2 separate regions of the Bos taurus genome follow, and region 2 is linked to region 1. The links are chromatin contacts, called in public Hi-C maps. All regions are on one chromosome and are shown on one strand. The core of a region is the stretch at or near the end of the contact, and the rest is flanking DNA. Distances in the headings are between cores, read along the strand shown.

What was found. Hi-C and Micro-C count contacts between places; a contact is called where the count stands out from the background.
Region 2: a contact with region 1 is called in a Hi-C map of liver, with 2.1 times the contacts expected there. The contact joins two enhancer-like sites. A contact is called at or near these places in 2 of 11 Hi-C or Micro-C datasets (liver and skeletal muscle).

Annotation. Positions count from the first base shown.
Region 1 is chr21:14,139,167-14,145,952 of ARS-UCD2.0, reverse strand. All of the region lies in intron 2 of CHD2 (chromodomain helicase DNA binding protein 2), which reads left to right. It also overlaps the pseudogene LOC101902856. Among named protein-coding and RNA genes, the nearest start is that of CHD2, 13 kb to the left of the region's middle. Within about 2 kb of position 4,607, at least 19 of the 102 cell types and tissues checked have an H3K27ac peak or open chromatin away from gene starts, as enhancers often do. A contact at or near this core is called in liver, where this site is marked.
Region 2 is chr21:14,209,264-14,216,619 of ARS-UCD2.0, reverse strand. It overlaps the pseudogene LOC100138175. Among named protein-coding and RNA genes, the nearest start is that of CHD2, 57 kb to the right of the region's middle. Within about 2 kb of position 4,144, at least 44 of the 102 cell types and tissues checked have an H3K27ac peak or open chromatin away from gene starts, as enhancers often do. A contact at or near this core is called in liver, where this site is marked.

The DNA.
Region 1 (6,786 bases), core at 3,358-5,857:
GAGCCTGCCGCTTGTTCTGAGTCCTGGGTATGTGTTCCTCTGAGCCGTCTGTCCTCACGTTGTATCTGTGAGGCAGGTACGACCGTTACTTCTCTGTTGTAGATGAGAAAACTGAGGCACAAGGGCGAGCAAAGGGTAGCCTTGGCTTCAGGCACTGGCAGTTTGGCCCCAGGATGAATTATTACAGATGGGTAAGCGGAAAGTACATAGGTGATTGAAAACGTAGAATAATTCTGTGTTCTGTTTACCTTAAACTTACTAAGAAACCAAAAGATGAAAATCACCTTCTGATGACTGATGGTGTGACTGATGAAGAGACACATTGCTTTTCAAAAGGCCATAAGGCCATACTTTTACAAGAAACGGTTCAAGTTAAATTGTTCCGGGAAGTGATTGCCCTGGGGGTAGTGGTGGGTGGGGGGAGGGAGCCCTGCTCTGGAACCTTGCCCTTGCCTGGTTTGACCTTCTCCAGCCACGAGTGCTGCAGCCCATGGGGTCGCAGAGAGTCGGACACGGCTGAGCGACTTCAGTGTCATGCATTGGAGAAGGAAATGGCAACCCACTCCAGTATCCTTGCCTGGAGAATCTCAGGGACAGAGGAGCCTGGTGGGCTGCCGTCTATGGGGTCGCAAAGAGTTGGACACGACTGAAGCGACTTAGCAGCAGCCACACGTGTACTTTGAATTTGGCCAGTTTGTAGACGCTGAGCTGCTCATTTTTCTCTTTTGCTGTTGGTAAGCTTAATTTCCCACTGTAGGCTTTGCATCAGAATCACTTGTGAATTCAAAACATACCTGATTGGATTTTGGGAGGGGAGGGAGGGAAAAGGAGACGGGAGGGGAGAGGAGGGCGTGGAAGGGAGGGGAGGGTGGGGAGGGGAGGAGAGGGATGGAAGGGAGGGGGCAGATAATCAGAATTATGCTCCAGGTGTGGCCTTGTAAAAGCCAGGGCTGGAACAGCTATTCTATGTGTGCACTAGAGAAGTAGTTCCTGATGGTGGGTGTCAAAAGTCCACTCCAGTTATTCGACCTTCCCATGGAGGTCGACTATGGCTGGTAAGTTATCCTTTAGAAAGGGAAGTGGGTGATGGGTCAAATTCTTGTAGTGCTCCTTTACTCTTGCCTGATTAAAAGGTCTGTTCCTTCTGAATTTAGCTTTATATAGGCATTTAAGTCCCCAAATCTACTTGCTAAGAATCACCTGAGTTGCTTGTTAAACATTCCAGGCTTGCCTGGAAGTTGTAACTCAGTCGTTGAGGGATGTATGTGTGTTCAGTCACTTCAGTCTTGTCTGACTCTTTGTGACGCTATGGACTTGCCTGCCAGGCTCCTCTGTCCATGGGATTCTCCAGGCAAGAATACTGGAGTGGGTTGCCATGCCTTCCTCCAGGGGATCTTCCCAACGCAGGGATCGAATCCGTGTCTCTCTGTGTTCTGCATTGGCAGGCAGGTTCTTTACCACTAGCACCATCTGGGATGGTGCCCAGGAATCTGTGTTGACAACAGGCTCCCTTGATTTCTGCACTCAGGCAGGTTTGGGAAATAGGGGCTAATGGGACAGGATTTGGGGTCAGTTCTGTTTCTTTTTAGCTATTGAATTGCAGACAGGACACTCTGAGCTTGTTTCTTTGATAGAAGTTAGAATTAAATAATGATTTAATAAACTAGTTTTGAAATAAAGGACACCACCTCCCCGCACCCCTGCAAAACTTTGGCAGCGTCTGGAGGTGTTGTTGGTTGGGGTTGGACGCAGTTGGCATCTAGCGGGTAGCAGCCAGGGACCCTGCTAAACATCCCACCATACACGAGCTTGTCTTTCTGCTCCACCCTCTCCCCAACGGGGTTGTCTGGCCCAGAACAGTGATGGCGAGTGTGAGAAATTGGTCTAAAACAGTACAGTTTTTGCCTCGAAAACTGTTGGCTGTTCTTAAAGTTGGGAGCCCTCACCTTTTCTGTGGACTGGTTCAGGGGCCTCACTTCCTGTGACAGTGTGGGCATAAGTTCCACATTTACTACTGAGGTTAGCAGCCAGGACGTTTAAATCTCTTTTGAACTCTGGAGTTACTGTCTTATAAAAGTCTAAGACAAAATTGCCTGAACGTTTATTAATAAGGAAAGAAAAGACTCAAAGGGCTGAAAGAAACTGGTTAAACAAGTTCATCCAGCCTCAGGGTTTAAATAGGGGTAAATACATCAGTTGATATGGTGGATTATGCCTTTGTTGTTCAGTCACTAAGTCATGTCTGACTCTGCGACCCCATGGACTATATAGCCTGCCAGGCTCCTCTGTCCATGGCATTTCCCAGGCAAGAATGCTGGAGTGGGTTGCCATTTCCTTCTCCCAGGGATCTTGCTGACCCAGGGAATGAATCCTTGTCTCCGGAGTTGGCAGGCGGGTTCTTTCACTGAGCCACCAGAGAAACCCATGGTGGTTTATAGGGCTAGTTTTACTTGTAACTGCCTTTCATTGCATGAAGGGTTGGTTTTCCATGTTACCTGGGTAGAAAGCTTGCCTTTTGTGTAGTCCTTAGGGCATTATCAGATCCGGATTGGGATAGGTGTTTGTGAAATGGGTATTTAATTTGTGCCTTACCCAGGCTTCTTGTTGTAACCCACTTTTTTTCCCTAGTGATTTGTTTGCCCGGATTCCGTTTGTTTTACGCTTTTTAAACCATTGAGGGCCACTCCTGTGTTTCCTGGTCATCGGGCAGCAGAAGCAGCATGATAGAGATGCAGGCGCCCTCTGCCTGACCCCAGCTGAGGATTCCAGGCAGATCCCTCCCCCGCCCCCGTCTCTGCCCCGGGCTACTTCTTGGGAGCAAGAGGTGGTTACTGATAGGACTTAACGTTTTATCTTCTGAAACTGTACATGGCATTTTGGTGTGCATTTTGTCTCATATGGGTTATTGGGTTGGCTGAAAAGTTCATTCGGCTTTTTCCAAACCTGAATATACTTTTCAGCCAACCCAATACCTTTATCTGAAAAGAGAATCCTTCGTGTTCCCAGTGTTAAATTCCCAAAGTATTGCTGAATCTGAGGATGATCTGCGTCAGAATACTGATTAGTTTTGCAGTGTTAGAAACACAGCTCTTTTTGAAAAGTTAAGTTCAGAAAAGTTCAAAGAATGAAATTAAAGTTTAAACAAGATAGGTACAGTTAAAATCCTATCTACCCCTTTCCCCTTGTCACTCTCGTGAACTTGGCATATGAAAAACTTTGCATTTTAAAAATTATGATTCGTGCAATATATTTTGTTAAAAAATATAGCCTTGAAATTGTCATATTTTTTTTTTGAAATTGTCATATTTTTATGGATGACACATCCCTAGTCTTAACTGCTGTAGTTAATTGCATAGTATGATTGAGTGACTGAACGGATGACTTTCATATTTTATCTTTGCATTTTCGTGTATGAACATGTAAGTTAATTCCTTTTCTAAAATCTTGTGAGCAGATCTCTGAATATTTTTATACTTTTCCACCTCTTGCACACATATGATGATTTATTTAGGTTATATACCCACTGATCAAATCACATGACTCATACGCGTATTTTTTATCTCAACTGGATAACACAAAATATGTTTCCAAAGCTTCTGCTGATTACTTCTCCAGTAATCATATATGAGTACTATTTTCCCTACTTTCTCATCATCCTTTAACGTTACCAGACTTTTTAATTTCTGCAGAGCAGATGACTGTAAATTTAATGTGTTGTAATTACACTTCCCAAGTTACTAGTGAGGCCTGATTACCTTTTTTTTTTTTTTAATGTTTATTGGCTTCTGCTGTTTGGTTTTTTGTAATTGCATGTTCATTTCCTTTGCCCAGTTTTTTACTGGAATTTTCTTTGCTACGTAATTCTTCCTACCTTGTATGTGTAAATGCTTTGTTGTGTGTACATTGAAATTTCTGTCTCTTGTCTTTGAACCTGACTTAAAATGTAGCTTATTCTTCAGAATCATGGGACTTGAACCAGAGGTGGAGGAGGTCTTAAAGATAGGATTCAACTTGTTAGAGGAACTATATCTAGTGTTTTTTATTACGAATAAGAAACTTGTGACTTAATGATCCCTGCCTTTCTATCCTCTTATGACACAAAGGAGTGATTGAGAAGGACTTGTCCTGCACACCTTTGAAATGGTTCTGGCCTTGGTCTCTTGCTGGGTGGTTTAATAATCTCTTTAACTGATTATGACAGGGACAGAAATACCACTTAGAGGTTAATACTGTGGATTTCATAATTGAGACTGGGGATGGGGTTGACATAGACACATTCTTGGGCGAGAACTCTTCTGTAAAATGAGGGTGCGGATTAGAGGAGAATGTTAACGTGACGCAGAAGTGCTCTGTAAATTGCTAGTTATTTTATTATTGATAGTACATAGTCTGGAAGTAAGCTTTATGGAATTCCAGTGTAGATTGCTTTGTGTTTTTACTAGATTTTCCTTTCACCACCACCAACCAGAAAAACAAGCTCTGCCAAGCAACTCGGCCATTTTGTAAGTTTAGGAAAAACAACCCAGCAAGTGCTGAAATGGTAAGTTCGTGGGCAGAGACGCGCAGGCTTGCTCTTCAGTCAAGTGTTGCTGTGCTGCCCTCGTGTGGTCATTGCTAAAGTGGTGATTGAAAAGGGAACAGCTTGCTTTCACAGTCGAGTTGTAAAGACACACTGAATCTCTGTGTTTTTGCCAGCTTGAAAGGGATTTTCAAGAGTTATCAAATCTTTTTTAGCAGTGAATGACAGGAAGTGTTAAGCTTTTTTAAATAAGTTTTTTCTATTGGAGTCCAACAGTTCCCAGTTTTGACTTCAGTCCCCTGTATGTATTTATGCATTGTGTTTCCATTGTTGTGGTTGTTCAATCAAAAATTACAGAACTTGTCTGCAACTTAGGTTTTGTGTAATTTTTAGGTAAACTTATTTTTCATGAGAATTCTGTATGTATGGTGGATAATCATTCTCAAGTTCCATTTTTCATTGCCTTATAGCTAGCTATTAATGCCATTGGAAATCAGGTAATTTTATGACTTTAATTTAGGTGAAAGCTTAGTTAAAAGACTACTTACCCTCTAACTTGATTTGTCCTTTTTTCTAGTCTTGTGGACTTTACATATCTCCTACTCTAAGCATCTCAGCCTACAGTTTAATATTGATAGTATTTTGTATTATCATTAGGCATTAACAGTGAATCTTCATAATATTTCAGGAAATTTCATGTCTTTGGAATTAATAATTAGGTCATCAGTATCTTAAATGTGGAGATATTTATAGTTTTTTCCTAAATATTCTTTTTCTAATTTTATATTTAGGAACTTGTCCTCCTAGAAGTAGTATGCAAATTAATTGTTATATCTTTATTAAGGCTTATTTTACCCCCCCCCCAATATTATTTTAGGTCGCTTAAATCTGACTTGTTTCAGAAATGATTTAAAAAAAAACAAAACCCTTGGTCTTACTCTCATTCATATCTTTAAGTTCATTTTGTGTAGGATTGGGGATTTTTACACCCCTTGCCTTGAATTTGACTCTCGGTTGAATTTATTATGAACAATTTGAAAGACTAAAAAGATTGATACATAGCGAACGGCTATGAACTCAACCACTCAGCCTCAGTCCTAAAACCTGTCCATATCATTTTCTGATTACATCTGCCTCCCTTTACCCCCAGAAGTAAATACAGTTGAAAATTCATGTTATGTCTTGGGTTTGACTTTCAGAGTTAACTGTTTTTGAGGGCTTCCTGTGTAGCTCAACTGGTAAGGAATCTGCCTGCAATACAGGAGACCCCCGTTTGATTCCTGGGTCAGGAAGTGCCCCTGGAGAAGGCATAGGCTACCGACTCGGGTATTCTTGGGTGTCCCTGGTGGCTCAGCTGGTAAAGAATCCGCCTGCAATTCGGGAGACCTGGTTTCAGTCCCTGGGTTGGGAAGAACCCCTGGAGGAGGGCATGGCAACTCCTGGAGAATACATCTGCCTCCCTTAACCCCCATAAGTAAATACGGTTGTAAATTTGATGTTTTCTCTTGGATTTGACTTTTAGAGTTACTATTTTTATTTTTAAATTGCACAAGTAAGTAATTCATGAAATTCTCAAGGTACTTCAAATAACCCACCCCATAGAGTAAACCAGTGTTAGCAGTTTGGTGATTAAAATGATTTTATGCACGTAGCTATGTTTTACCTAAAAGGTGTTGTATGCCTGCTCACATTTCCAGAGGTCACTTTCCTACACAAACACAAATATAGAGCTGCACATGAGGCATATATACAAAAACAGTTTTGTTAAAGTGCACAGTTTTAAAATCTAAATATTTTGCTCAGGAATACAGAGATATGGAAGTATATCAATGATATTTGTAGCTTATTAGTTAAGAGAACAGTTTAAAAATTATGTAAATGTCCCTTTAATAAGGGAGCAGTTTAAATATGTGTTCATCCTGTGAAGCCATTCAAAGAGAAGGAGGTATTCATGGACACAGGTGTACCCTGATGTGGGAACTGGTATCAAATTGTCTCTATCATGCATGTTGGCAGTGACTAATGGCATGGGTTGCAAGAGGGCGCAGGCCTGAGATGATCTATGGTGGAGACCCACACCAGGAGGGCCAGAGCCTGCACTTTCTAACTGGTCACTTCCTTGTGTTCCTTCTCGCTTGCTGAGCACCTTCTGAGTGGTCACAGGTGGAGAAGAAGTGAGTTGAGATGGTTAGTCACCTGGACTAGTTAACTTGACTGTGCCAAGGACCCAGGAGTCAGTCAGTGCGGTGGGGCCTTGAAGGTACTGA
Region 2 (7,356 bases), core at 2,895-5,394, 71 kb before region 1:
TTGCGTACATGAAAAAGTGAGGTGAGGCGTGATGAATTCTACCCTTTTCTAGAACCAGGAATGGAAGACTACAAGTCTTAAGTTTAGCCACAGGAAAGATCGGTGAAAATTTCCATATATACAAATCATGGGTAATGTAAAATCTAGCACACAGGCCACAGGCTTAGGCAAGCTAGAGGTTTAAACTAAGTTTGCTTCATTTTGTAAGACTGTCTGTCACACAAGCTGTAAATCAGAGGACCCCTGGCTCTGGGCCCCTTTCTGTTTGTGGACAGTAAATTTACATCTTTTGTCCCTGGAAGACAAACTCTAAGCAGTAACCTTGGCTACCGTTGCTGCACATTTCCAGTTCTACGCTCAGTTTTAGAAAACGGGTTAGGGGGAAAGGGTGGGGGGAAAAAGCATTTCACTCTGCCTCAGTTATTAACACCGAGAAGGAAGCACTCCTCAGACTGTTCAGAGGGGAAACAATGAGTCATTCATGCTGTCAGCCCAGGTGGTGCATGAATTCCAGACAAGCCACTGAGTTAACCCCTGCAGGCCTCCTCTCCCCCCTGGGCTCCTTCCCGCCACCAACCCCCGCCTCCCCCCAACACACACACCCCAACCCCGTGGCCTCCAGGGAAGAGGGGGCGGCAAGGGGGCCATGCTGGGAGGAAGTCCTAGCGGTAACCAAGGCACTGCCTCTGCAGTGTCAGTCCCGGGAGCCTCGAGCTGTTTCTCACCATGTGACTGGCTCCAGGAGAGGGTGGGGAAATGAAAACACTCTGCTGGGATATATTTAGTTGAAGTGCAGCTGGGGAAGCGCTTAAACAAGGGAGCTTTTGTCCTCATGCTGAAGTGTTTTTCTTAACTCCCCAAGGCTGAAAAAACTTAAGCCACTGGACTGATTTTTCTCCCCACTCGATTTTCTCTTCTTTGGGGGATGTTCTTATGCTGAAAGTTTAGAATTACCTGGGGTTTGCTGAGCAAATTTGATGCCAAACTGACACAAAAATCTCCACAGTTAAGAGATTAATTAAAATGCAGATAATTTCTGAGCACATTATATGTGGTTTGTGTGTGTGTGTTCATCGCTCAGTCGCATCCAACTCTACATGCACCATGGGCTGTGGCCTGCCGGGCTCCTCTGTCCATGGGATTCTCCAGGCAAGAATGCTGGAGTGGGTTGCCATTTCCTTCTCCAGGAGATCTTCCTGACTCAGGCATCCAACCTGAATCTCCTGCATTGCAGGCAGATTCTTTACCGTCTGAGCCACCAGGGAAGCTGGTACCTTCTTGCAATTAATTTACTGTTGATTCACCCTGGAAGTTAGGTATTTTCAGATGCCTTTACTGGACAATGTATGGAGTTAAAAACGTAATTAAGTTTTATAAACTGACAGAACCCTGTTTCCCTTGAGTTGATTCACATTTTCCAGTAATGAAAGATTTACTTCTGCGCTGATGAGCACAGCATCTTTGCAACAGATTACTGATGAGCCACGTTCATTGGTTCTCGTTCACAACCTCCTCCAAAAACCACCGTGAACTGCCACCTTGCTACGAGGTTTTTCAGCCACTGTGTCAATGTTATATATCAAGGGCACACCGTCTACTATTAAGAAGTAGCACAGGAAATATTTTACATGAAAATGCCATTTGCAGTTATGAATCCAGGGCGGAAACTGCTGGTCAAGAAGCTCGTGTTTTGGGTTGATACAAGAGAGCCAGGTTGTATTAGTCAGGATTCTCTAGAGAAACAGAACCAATGGGGGTGTGTGTGTGTGTGTGTGTGTGTGTGTGTGTGCGTGTGTGTGAGTGTGAATGAAGAGAGAGATAGAGACTGGTATTTTTGTTTGTTTCATGTCTATATTGACAAGACGGGGGAAAAAAGGGTCACAGCATTTCAGACTTTATTCAAAGACACAAACGGCAACAAAGAGCACCCACAAGTGACAGGCATGGTCCCTAAGGCCCTGGCTCAAAGGCCACCCTGGAGGGTGTCGGTGACTTCTCAGCCCTTCCTCTCAGCCTCTCTCTCTCTTCCTCCTCCATGCCTCACGGACACCCCTGAGTTCAGTGAAAACTGCAGAAACGAAGTCACTCTAGAGGAGGTTGGGCCCTGCCTGGCCAGTGTCGCCCACATGGCAGCCCTGGGCAGCTGAAGAGTGGGGGTCACCGGTCACGTGACACCCCCACAGCCAATGGCCAGGCTTCTCTCTGAAGTGGTCAGCCGGACTATCCCAGAGGGAGACGGCTTTCAAGAAAAAGACACCAACTTGGTTCACGAAGGGCTTGGGTAAAATGCTTTCCCAGAAACCTTAAGAAATGATTCACTCTCAGATTCCTGGAGCACTGAGCAACTGAAACGGTCACTGGCTTGCCTGGAGGAGAGATCTTGGTGAAAGGCAGCCTGCTGGTTCCTCAGAGGGCTCAGCGAGGGGCTCGGCGGTCTTTGCACAGACTCCACAGTGGACCCATGAGAAGCACGATGAGCGAAATGGCACATCCAGAGGGGCTGGGCCCCCGCTGCCCTCCAGCCTCCTTGCTCCTGCTTGCTGGCTTGGGACCAGAGGCTGGTTTTCAGACGAGCCCCAGGAAAGCAGGTCTGCTTGGGCTTGAGGCCCAGATGCCGAGGCTTCCCTCCTTTCAGTCTGAATGTGCTTATTCCCTTTGGCCAGAGTTCCTCTCCCATTGTCCTCTGTCCTGCCCAGTCGACAGCAGCTTTTCCTTGACATGTTCAAATCTTTTTTTTTTTTCCCTCCCCCTAAAGATGTCAGGATGGAAACCCTCCACCATTCTGCAGGGGTAACTGTTTACTGTAGGTAGCAGTTCCTCTAACACTTTATACCTGTAAAAATCCTGGGCACAGGCCAGACGTCTGTGGTACCAACGTTCATATTCACGTTGAGGTGTAGACACAGTGAGTCAGCAGGAGCCCCGGACACACACTTCTCCCCTACTCTACACACAGACATGTGAGGGCCATGTGAGGTTCCTGTCTGGGTTGGGGCAGGTCACAGGCTCAAAGGGCACTTGGCAGAGTCCATAGTCACTTTCAACAACCCTGACCCCAGACCCATGAGGTGAGCGGCTGAGCTGGTGATGGGCAAAGGGAGCCTCAGCGTAGAAGGAGCCATGGGCTTGCGGGGTCTTTTATGGACAAAGCACTCCCCATGGGCACCTCCCCTTCTCTGGACCACCTGCCACACTAGGAAAGTTAGCTGGAGAAAAGCCTGCATTTTCTGGCCCCTTTGTGTTCCACGACTGCTCACCAAGACTCGAAAGCTCAGAGAGCAAGTCCAGTTACAAGCTCTGAGGCTTGGCTCCTCTGAGTGGAATAGTGTAGGATCCTCGATGCCTCGGCACCCACAGAAGGACGTAATGGTGAGGGTCAGGGTCAGGGGAGGGACTCCTCAGCCCGCCCGGAAAGTGCACACACACTATGGTGAATGGTGCGCACTCACCACCACTGCCGAGGTCAGAAACCAAGAAGAAACACAAATATCACACTTTGGGTTAAAGCATTTTCAAGAAACAACCACAAAAACAATGGCCACTTTTGATACTACAACCTACCACATTTGGCAACTTTCAGAGAAAACAGCTGTCTCCACCCCAAGCCATCAGAGGGTCCAAGATCCCTTTATCCTGGGCCCCAGTTTAAAAAGTCAAGGAAGGAAGACGGACCAACGGAGGGCAAGAAAAGGCTGAAGAAGCAGTTATACAACACCTACAGCGCCCACCAGTCTGGGTGTCTGCCTCCCTGCAAGAACCGTCTGCCTTGAACCTCTTCTTGGGGAGAAGGTGAGCTATCAGGGGGGCCCAGCTGCTGGAGACAAAGGAGGCAAGCTGAACATGGGAGCCGCCGTAGCCTCCAGAGCTGTGACCCCCAGTCTCAAAACAAAATCAGGGACACCCCATCCTCCCCTCCTCAGAGGCTCTATTCATAGGAATATGGGGTACTCTGGTGACTCTATCCTTCACGAAAACTTCAATTCAGCCAGCCTAAACCAGATTCCTCTGCGTCTGTTGCATTAGTCTGGCGTGTATGGGAGAGAAATGTAGTGTGACTAAGCAGCTGCCCACGTCCAACAGGGCACACTCAGGTGAAAACGTGGCAAAGCTCAGGACAACACTCTTGCGTGTGCTCGGCCTTCCCAGAAGTACAGCCTCTGCAAGCACCTAGGCCTTCCTCTTCCCCGCCCCCATCCCTAGATAAGCTCCATCTGGGAACCCAGCCCAGCCGCTCTTGTAAAGATACGTTACAACACTAGCTAAGAAAACAAAAGCAGGTTTCTCTAAAAGGTATTGTGCAGCCGGAAGCGGCATCTGTCTTCGGGTTCCTGTGGCTGGGGGTGGGGTTCCTTTGGTTTTGACCAGAACACTTCTCCGCTGGGGGGGCCAGGCTTGGCGTGGCTTTTTAGAAGCTCGGTTACGGGAGTGAGACTGAACGTCACAGAGGTGCTCGGGTGGGTCGCGCTCACATCACCAAGGACTCCGGAGTTTACATCCGAGATCCTCTGTCCTGAAGAACCTTCGCCTTCTCGCTAGGTTGGATGACAATGCCGTTGGTCGAATTATTTAGTTCTCTGGAGACAACACAGAGGAATTCTGCCTGATCCTCGTTCCCATAAGGCAATGGCACCCCACTCCAGTACTCTTGCCTGGAAAATCCCAGGCGGGAGGAGCCTGGTAGGCTGCAGTCCATGGGGTCTCGAAGAGAGGGACACGACTGAGCGACTTCACTTTCACTTTTCACTTTAATGCATTGAAGAAGGAAATGGCAACCCACTCCAGTGTTCTTGCGTAGAGAATCCCAGGGCCGGGGGAGCCTGGTGGGCTGCCGTCTATGGGGTCGCACAGAGTCGGACATGACTGAAGCGACTTAGCAGCAGCAGCAGCATGCTGATTAGCTGTTGGAATCTCCAGCCGTCGGACATAGTGGACACCATCTGCCTGAGCGCCTCCTCTTAGCGTTGCAGGACTCTGTACACGTGCTTCGCCGGGCCCTGGGAAGCTCAGTTTTTCTTGTTGATATCACCTCCTTGAAACCAGTCGCTGGAGAGATGCAATGTTGTAAAACTCCACTTCCTCCAGCCGCCTTTTCTGCCAACTCCTTCCTAAAGATGAGCTTCCCTTGACGGGGGTAGTTTAGGAGTGGACCCAAGTAAATAGGGTCCCTGTCAGTCAGATAGGCCCCCGGCTCGTCCTTGTCTGTGTCCAGCCCCGGATCCTCCTGGCAGCAGAGGCGGCAGAGAAAAGACCTGGGCTCCAGGCCTAGGGTCTGTCTGGTGGTCATGGAGTAAGGTGCTGCCCCGTTCAGCCGGACTCTGCGGGCCGACCACCGCCCCCTGACCCGGCGGCCCGGGACCCGGGCTCCAGCGGCTGCGCGGCGGCCCACAGTCGCAGGGGCCAACTGCAGCTCTGCCATCTTGGGCCGCCGCCGCCGCTGCCCGTGCACCCGAGACTGATTGATTGATTAGGAATTGGCTCATGGACTCTCTGCGACCCTATGGACTGTAGCCTACCAGGCCCCTCTGTCCATGGGATTTTCCGGGCAAGAGTACTGGAGTGGGCTGCCATTTTCTTCTCCAGGATTATGGAGGTCAAGTCCAAAATCTGCAGGGTGAAATGACAGGCCGGACACCCAGGAAGAGCCAGTGTTGCAGTTCAAGTCCAAAGGCGGTCAGCTGGCAGAATTCCCTCTTCTTCAGGGCAGGTCCACCTTTGTTCTGTTCAGGCCTTCAACTGATTGGGTGAGGCCCATTCACAGTACAGAGGACAATCCTCTTTACTCAAAGTTCACCGATTTAAATGTTAATCTCACCCAAAACTATCTTCACAGAACCATCCAGAATAATGTCTGACCCTGTATCCGGACACTGTAGTCTAGCCAAGTGGGTACATAAAATTAACCATCCTGTAGGCTAACACACGCATTTTGAAAAATTCACTTGTTATAGTACAAGATTGCTTATCAGATTGAAGCTGTTGTAAGGGTATAAAATGCATAAGGTAGAAAAAATAAAAATAAATGCATAAGGTAGGATCCCCTGTTTTCAGGATCCTCCCTTTCGCTCTCTCTTCCGCCCTCTCTCTCGAGGCTTTCCTTGGGAACCCAGGCACAGTGTTGTGCAGAAGCAGAAGCCCCAGAGAAGCCCCCAGCCAACACCAACATCATCTCCCAGTCCCCGGGGGCTCCTGCCCCAGCCTTCAGTCTTCCTGCTGTGCCCAGACATGTGGTGCCAGTTGCACCCTGTCTCAATCTCTGACCCACAGAAACCATGAGAATTTTCTTTAAATTTAATGCTATTTCAAGCCACTAAATTTCGGGGTAACTTGCTACACAGTAATAGGTAACCAACATGTAAGATTATGGTTAACTTTGTAAAAAACTACCAAAGTGTTTTCCAATATAATTTTAGCATTCTGTACTCCTACCAGCAGTATATGATGGTTCCAGGTGGCACAGAGGTAAAGAATCTGCTTGCCAATGCAAGAGATGCAAGATATGTGAGTCTGATCCCTGGGTAGGGAAGAGCCCCCCGCCCCCACAGTAGGATATGGCAACCCACTCCAGTACTCTTGCCTGGGAAATTCCTTGGACAGAGGAGCCTGGTGGGGTATAGTGCATGGGGTCACAAAAAGTCAGACACAACTGAGCATGCATGCACGCACACATGCACACACACACACACAAAACACACACACACACACATTTATCATCAAAGTCTTCCTAGTGGGTGTGAGGTTGTTGCTTGCTGTGATGTTAATTTGCATTTTCCTGATGATGCCACACCTACTTTGGATCAGAAATATTATTACCCAACTTAGAAACCAACCTCATTTACTATGCTGTTTCATAGTCACATGTCATAGAGCTTGTGCTGACATTTCCAATTTGTTTTAACAATGATTGCTACCACATTGAATCTCTAAGGTTAAGAGTCATCTTAAGCTAACTTAAGAGGTTAAGCATTTATCTTGTTTGCATACCCCCAGAAGAATGAGGAATAAAAGCCATCTGGTCACAGGTGTGGGGCTCCTGGCCTAACAACACCATCATCTGTTGTTAATTGGTATTAATATGTTTTTTTGAGAAATGCTATGTGCCAGGCATTGCACATGTAGACGCTCACTTACCACAACACCTCTATAATGTTCATGTTATTATTTTGAGCCTGTTCCAAAGGAAGAGAGGTTCAGAGAGCTCAAGAAACTTGGCTGTTGTCACACACTGAATTTGAACCCAATATCCTTTTACCTGATCTAAAACAGATTTCTCAGGCTTCCCTCATGGCTCAGCGGTAAGGAATCTGCCTGAAAATGCAGGAGACGGGTTCGATCCCCAGGTCCAGGAAGATCCCACGT